2 separate regions of the Callithrix jacchus genome follow, and region 1 is linked to region 2. Evidence: chromatin contacts called from public Hi-C data. All regions are on one chromosome and are shown on one strand. The core of a region is the stretch at or near the end of the contact, and the rest is flanking DNA. Distances in the headings are between cores, read along the strand shown.

Evidence for each region. A called contact is a pair of places that touch in the nucleus more often than the background predicts.
Region 1: a Hi-C map of induced pluripotent stem cells shows a contact between it and region 2, with 4 times the contacts expected there. The contact joins the enhancer-like site here to the promoter of PHYHIPL in region 2. A contact is called at or near these places in 3 of 3 Hi-C or Micro-C datasets (induced pluripotent stem cells and skeletal muscle).

The regions. Positions count from the first base shown.
Region 1 is chr12:71,544,863-71,547,562 of calJac240_pri, reverse strand. The region is part of intron 3 of LOC128929302; the gene reads right to left. Among named protein-coding and RNA genes, the nearest start is that of PHYHIPL, 210 kb to the right of the region's middle. Within about 2 kb of position 1,317, at least 2 of the 16 cell types and tissues checked have an H3K27ac peak or open chromatin away from gene starts, as enhancers often do.
Region 2 is chr12:71,336,329-71,339,028 of calJac240_pri, reverse strand. It overlaps PHYHIPL (phytanoyl-CoA 2-hydroxylase interacting protein like), which reads left to right and starts at 1,386. Exons shown (of 5, transcript XM_002756345.6): 1 at 1,386-1,725. The coding sequence starts at 1,620. It overlaps LOC128929302, which reads right to left and starts at 1,252. Exons shown (of 11, transcript XR_013524975.1): 1 at 750-1,252.

The DNA.
Region 1 (2,700 bases), core at 68-2,567, 210 kb before region 2:
CTAAAAAAATTTTTTAAGAATGTGTCTATTGGAAAACCTAGTGCTTCTCTAGCCAATTCTACCAGATTCAGAGGAGGCCTTTCTGGAAGGCTCTACACTGATCCTGTCAATTCTTATTAGGATGGCAGTTCCTAGTTCTTTCCGTTTGTCAGTTTTTCCATGAAAGATCATGGCTTTTCAGAACACAGACGTCTGGTGCTTCAAATCCCTCAGAATCTTGCTGATGGCGTATAATTTAATGGCAGGCAGCGCATGTCTTGCACCACATCTTTGCCTAACTTTTTGGTGCGAAATTCCAAGTTTTATGAATCTAATCTTTCCCTCACAATCCTGTACAGCTGTTTTCAGATCCAGGAAATCCTTGGACAGAAAGCAGATATGTTTTCTGGGATGTGATGAGCTTCATACAAGGGGGTAAGAGATTCCAGGCATGTAAACTTGAACAAGTCTCAATTCTTTCATTTCCTTTTGGAAAAAGTCAAGGTCAACACTGTTGACCAGATGTACTTCAGTTAGCATCCAGAATTGCTATTAAGAATAAGAACAAAAAGGCCGATTTTGTCAGGAGGCCTAGGTTAGAGTCCACCCTTCCACCCATTAGCTGTATGGCCCAGGGTGGTCATTTAGGCCCTGTGGGAAATGGTTTCCCTTTGGGTAAAATGAAATGGTTGGACGTGTTGAAATCTATATGCCCCTCCTAGCTTCTGGAACCCAGAAGATTCCAGAGAAAATGAAAATGTTTGTCAGGTTTCATAGTACTACCCCACAGCACCAGTAGATGGCAGACTCGCATTAGAGTCTGAAATTGATACACTGATACTAGTCACATTGTCAAGGTAGGTACAATTTAATGATTTTTAAAAAATGTTCTTAACCAGTAGGCTCAGACTTCTAGGCAAAGTTCTTTGTCTCTATTGAAACTTGATGAAGACTCCATACTTGCCCAAATGCCATCTTTTAAACTGTGCTTGGAAAGGCAATATATCCATTGGAGCAAACCATACATTTCTTCCCTCCCTCACTCCCATTAATTCATTCAAAAGCGATTTGTCTGATGTTCAGTGCTCCAGATCTTGGTCTCAGTGATAGAGAGAAACAGAAGAGACAGTCGCTGCACTCAGTAATCTCATCCCCCAGGGGAATGGAATAGTCACTGAACGAGTAGTTGTCACTGTGGTGCAAGTCTGAGAAGTACATACTAGGCAATGTAACGTGGATGCTGGAGGAGTGACAGGAATAACTTCCCCACGAAGTACTGGAGGTATGAGAATGACAGGGCTGGCTTAACAGACAGGAAATTAGTTGGGGAGAGAAGTGGTTCAGGCAGTAGAAACAGGTGTGAAACTACGTAGGGAAAGAGGGGAAAGAGCAGTATAGAAGCTAAAAGCAGCTGGAATCACTATGGCATTGACGCAGGAAGGGAATGGTCCAAGATGAGGAAACCAGATTTCATGGGGGTGGGGGGAGGCTATAGACTGTGCAAAGGAGAACACAGATTTCATAGAAGTCTCGATTTCTCCATGATGTTAAGGGTGATTTTTTATCAGATTAGTTAGCAGGTATCCTGGTGAGTAAAGAAGCATGGTACAACAATAAAAGAATGGGCTCATTTTGACTGGGAAGTTGCAGGAGTAAAACTTTCCTCGGCCATAAGGGTCACAGCTAACACTTCTAACAAAAGATTAACAAGAGAAAATAAATTTAATCAAAGTTTTACATTACAGGAAGCTTTAAAAAGGAAGACCCAAAGACCCAGAGAACTGATTTTTTTTTTTGAGATGGTGTCTTGCTCTTTGCCCAGGCTGGAGTGCAGTGGCATGATCTTGGCTCAACGCAACCTCTGCCTCCTGGATTCAAGTGGTTCTCCTGCTGCAGCCTCCCGAGTAGCTGGGACTACAGGCAAGCATAACCACGCCTAGCTAATTTTTTTATTTTTAGTAGAGACATGGTTTCAACCATGTTGGTCAGGCTGGTATCAAACTCATGACTTTGTGATCTGGCCACCTTAGCCTCCCAAAGTGCTGGTATTACAAGCATGAGCCACCACGCCTGGCCGAGAAAACTTTATGCTTAGGTTTGTTGAATAGAAAGCTATGTAGAAATTTGCTCCAGCAAAAAAGGGTATGATCTAATGCTAGTAAGGCTCAGGTGGAGAACCAAGAATGGCCTGTCTGTTCAGATTCCTCTTGGCCTCTGCAGCACTCATCCTTCCCAGGTATGGGACAGAACCCCTCTGGAATGAGGGCCTTCGAGATTTCAGTAGGTATCTATTCAGGCATGAGCAGGGCAGGAGAGGGCTCACCTCGGCCCACATACACACACGAGGAATGGAATGTCAGGTGACCATCAGGTGATGGTCAGGCTGTTAACTAAGATAATTTGTCATAACTGGCGCCTGGGAAGGACAGTTTCCCAACAGAAAAAACCCAAAACCAGTGAGTGGCACTTTCTCAAGATTTCAGGAGTTTGGTAGGTGGGCTCAAACATGCATGTGAAGAGGCAAAATGGCAGTTTAACTTATATAATCTTCTAGGAATGCTAGACTGGTAAGGGAAGAACAGATCAAGTGAACATGCGTACAACTCTAGTAAACACACTGTGCATGTTCTCCACCCAGGTGCTAGCAGGCTACTGCATACATGGACAGCCTGTTCTAAAGGAAGAATCAGGAGGAGTCATGTAAGACACCAGAAGTATGAA
Region 2 (2,700 bases), core at 137-2,636:
ATTAATACCTAAGTTCATAATGAAGACTTTTCACTTTAGGATACCTAATTACCTTTCACCAAATTATGAAACTTCAGTTATGTCAAGATTTTTCACAGGCTTATTTTACTTTAAGCTGGTCCTTTCATTTACGGAAGCTTCAATTAACCAGACCTCATCATGTTATGGCTAAATGGATGTGACTAGAAAGGGTAGCATACAGCCATGTAAGGGTAAGCTGTTACTTCTTGATTAACATTTATGTTTGAAACTGAAAAATCAATAAAAGTGAACTTATATTAATTTACAAGCACATTAAGAAAAGGGGACACTATGTTTTGATCCCGAGATAGCAACAAAACTAAATACTATTCCAAAGAAGCAAATGGGAACAGAGGTCCATGGGCTGTGACCTCTATTTTATTTTTAAAATGTCTGCACATCCACTAAGCGCACTGCAGAATCTTAAATGCACTTAAAAGCAGCGGGGATACAAGTTTAGGGTAACTGAGGAAGCCCAAGTCAATCTTCATTATCTATTGTAGCAAAGATTCCTTCCAAATCCGTGGGAGTTGGTGCTGTTTATCCTCCCTTCATTAGCGCCCAGAACAATGGCACAGGGTGAGCACTGAATACTTATTCGCTAAATGCATGAATGAATGAAGCTACAGGGTGAAGGTAGGCTACTAGCTATTGGTCCGGTGGCTGTTGGCCCCGCAGCATGTCTGCCGCCTTTTCAGCAGGCTTGCTGCATCTCCTCATTCCCTCACCTTTCTGGCAGTAAGGAGTTCCCACGTTTGCCCCGCTTCAGGGTCGAGGGACGGCAAAAGGCTGTCTCCAAACCCCTCTACGCCTCAGGTAATCCGCTGATTTCTCCCACAGACGCAGCTGTTTCCGAGGAATGTCTGGCAGAGCCCACAGGGTGCGGGCAGCGAGTATCCCAGGATTTTCAGGGGAGAAGGTGGGTCCCACACCCCAATACCATACAAAAAGTCCAAAGAGTCTGGGCCCTTATTTTCCTGTTCTTGAAAAATAACTAACCTGCTCGCCCTCGCCTCCTCGTGCAGACCCCTCAGGGCCAACTCGGGCTTAGCCAGACACCGAGAACAAACAGAAGACACTAAGTCGCCACCATCAGGAAGGAGGGCGAGGCAGCCGCGCTGCGTACAGCTCCCGCAGCAGTTCTCACGGGCTCAGTCGCCCGACGCGTCACGCGCGAGGTTGCCTCGGCCGTGGCTCGAGGGCAGGTGGGGGCGCGTGCGCGCAGAAGGGCGGGGGAGGGACCGCCGCGCGCCAGCAGGTGGGCGCGTCCTCCCGCGCGCGTGCGCGCGCGTCGTGCCCTCTTCCTCACGTTCCCCGCGCGCTGCGTCCCCTCCCCGCCGGGAGCGCGCGCCTCCAGTCCTCGCGCCGTTTCCTGCTCGGTCTCTCAAAGCCGCACACTCCCCGGAGCTCCTGCCACAGCCGTCGCCTTCGCGGCGGCTCTCCAGACCCGTGCCTCAGCCCCGGCGCTGCATCACCGCGTCCCAGGCGTCCTTCCCTCCTTCTGCCACTCCCCCTCCCTTTCCCGCCCTTCTTGCCCACCGGGCCGGCAAAGAGAGCCTGGATACGAAGCAGGCGGGCTTGAGAAGGGGGTTGGAAAAATGGAGGTACCGCGCCTGGATCATGCCCTCAACAGCCCCACCAGCCCCTGTGAGGAGGTGATCAAAAACCTCAGCCTGGAGGCCATTCAGCTATGCGACCGGGACGGTAAGAGCGGCCGAGACCGCGAGGGAAGGGACCGAGTCCACCCCGAGGCGCCGGGGCTACTCTGGCTCTGCCGACGCCGCTTGCCAGGGCGACAGGGTCTTTTGTTGTCCCCTCTGTGGAAATAAATGCAGATGTTGGTTACCCTCCGCCCACCGTCCTCCCCTCACCCCAGAAACAAAAGGACCCCAGGGCTCACGCCTTAGGGCGGAAAGTAGCCGTCCACCACCGTGGCGCCCTTCCCCGCCCTCACCGCCTGACCCGGGCGAGGGCAACGTTCCCGTCGCGGCTCCTGCCCCGACGAGGCGTTTCCGATCTTTGCCGCAGTCCGGATTTCCTGGGTCTCCGGGCACTGAAGGGGAAATGCCCTCGGGATGTTTCTAGCAACCCCCTTCCTCCAACACACACACACAAGTTACTATTCTCCTCCAGAAACTTATCATTTTCTTTCTTAAACCTCGCATCGTCAGACTCCCCAAATTAACTAGTCTTTTTAGCCTCTCAGATTGGGATTAGGATGACGGTTTTTCATTGAGGGAGCAGAAAAACAGTGCATTTCAGCACCAAGGACAGACACAACCTTCGTGTTTTCTGGGCTCTGATTCAGACTGTCGAAAATCTGTTTGACCTAATGTATGTGCTGTGATTCAGACTATGTGGCCAGTATGTACAATTGCGTGTTGATATGATATCGTTTATTCTGTTGTTAAAGTTGGCAGGCTTCTGAAGGAGGAAATTGATTGAACACAGGTCTGAGCGTTGAATACATAAGCTAGTGCTCTGTGCAGTGTGGTTAGTTACAGTGCTTCTGGGTTAGTTGGACTAGTTAGAGTCTGCTATATCAGTAATGTGAAATAAAACTTCATTTGTAAAGAAATCGTCTTATTAGTAATTGGTTGGCCTAATAATTGTAAAATTCTACATCTGACAAAGGAAACACAGTGTACATGTTGTCAAGAGAGCCCCGAATACTTTTTG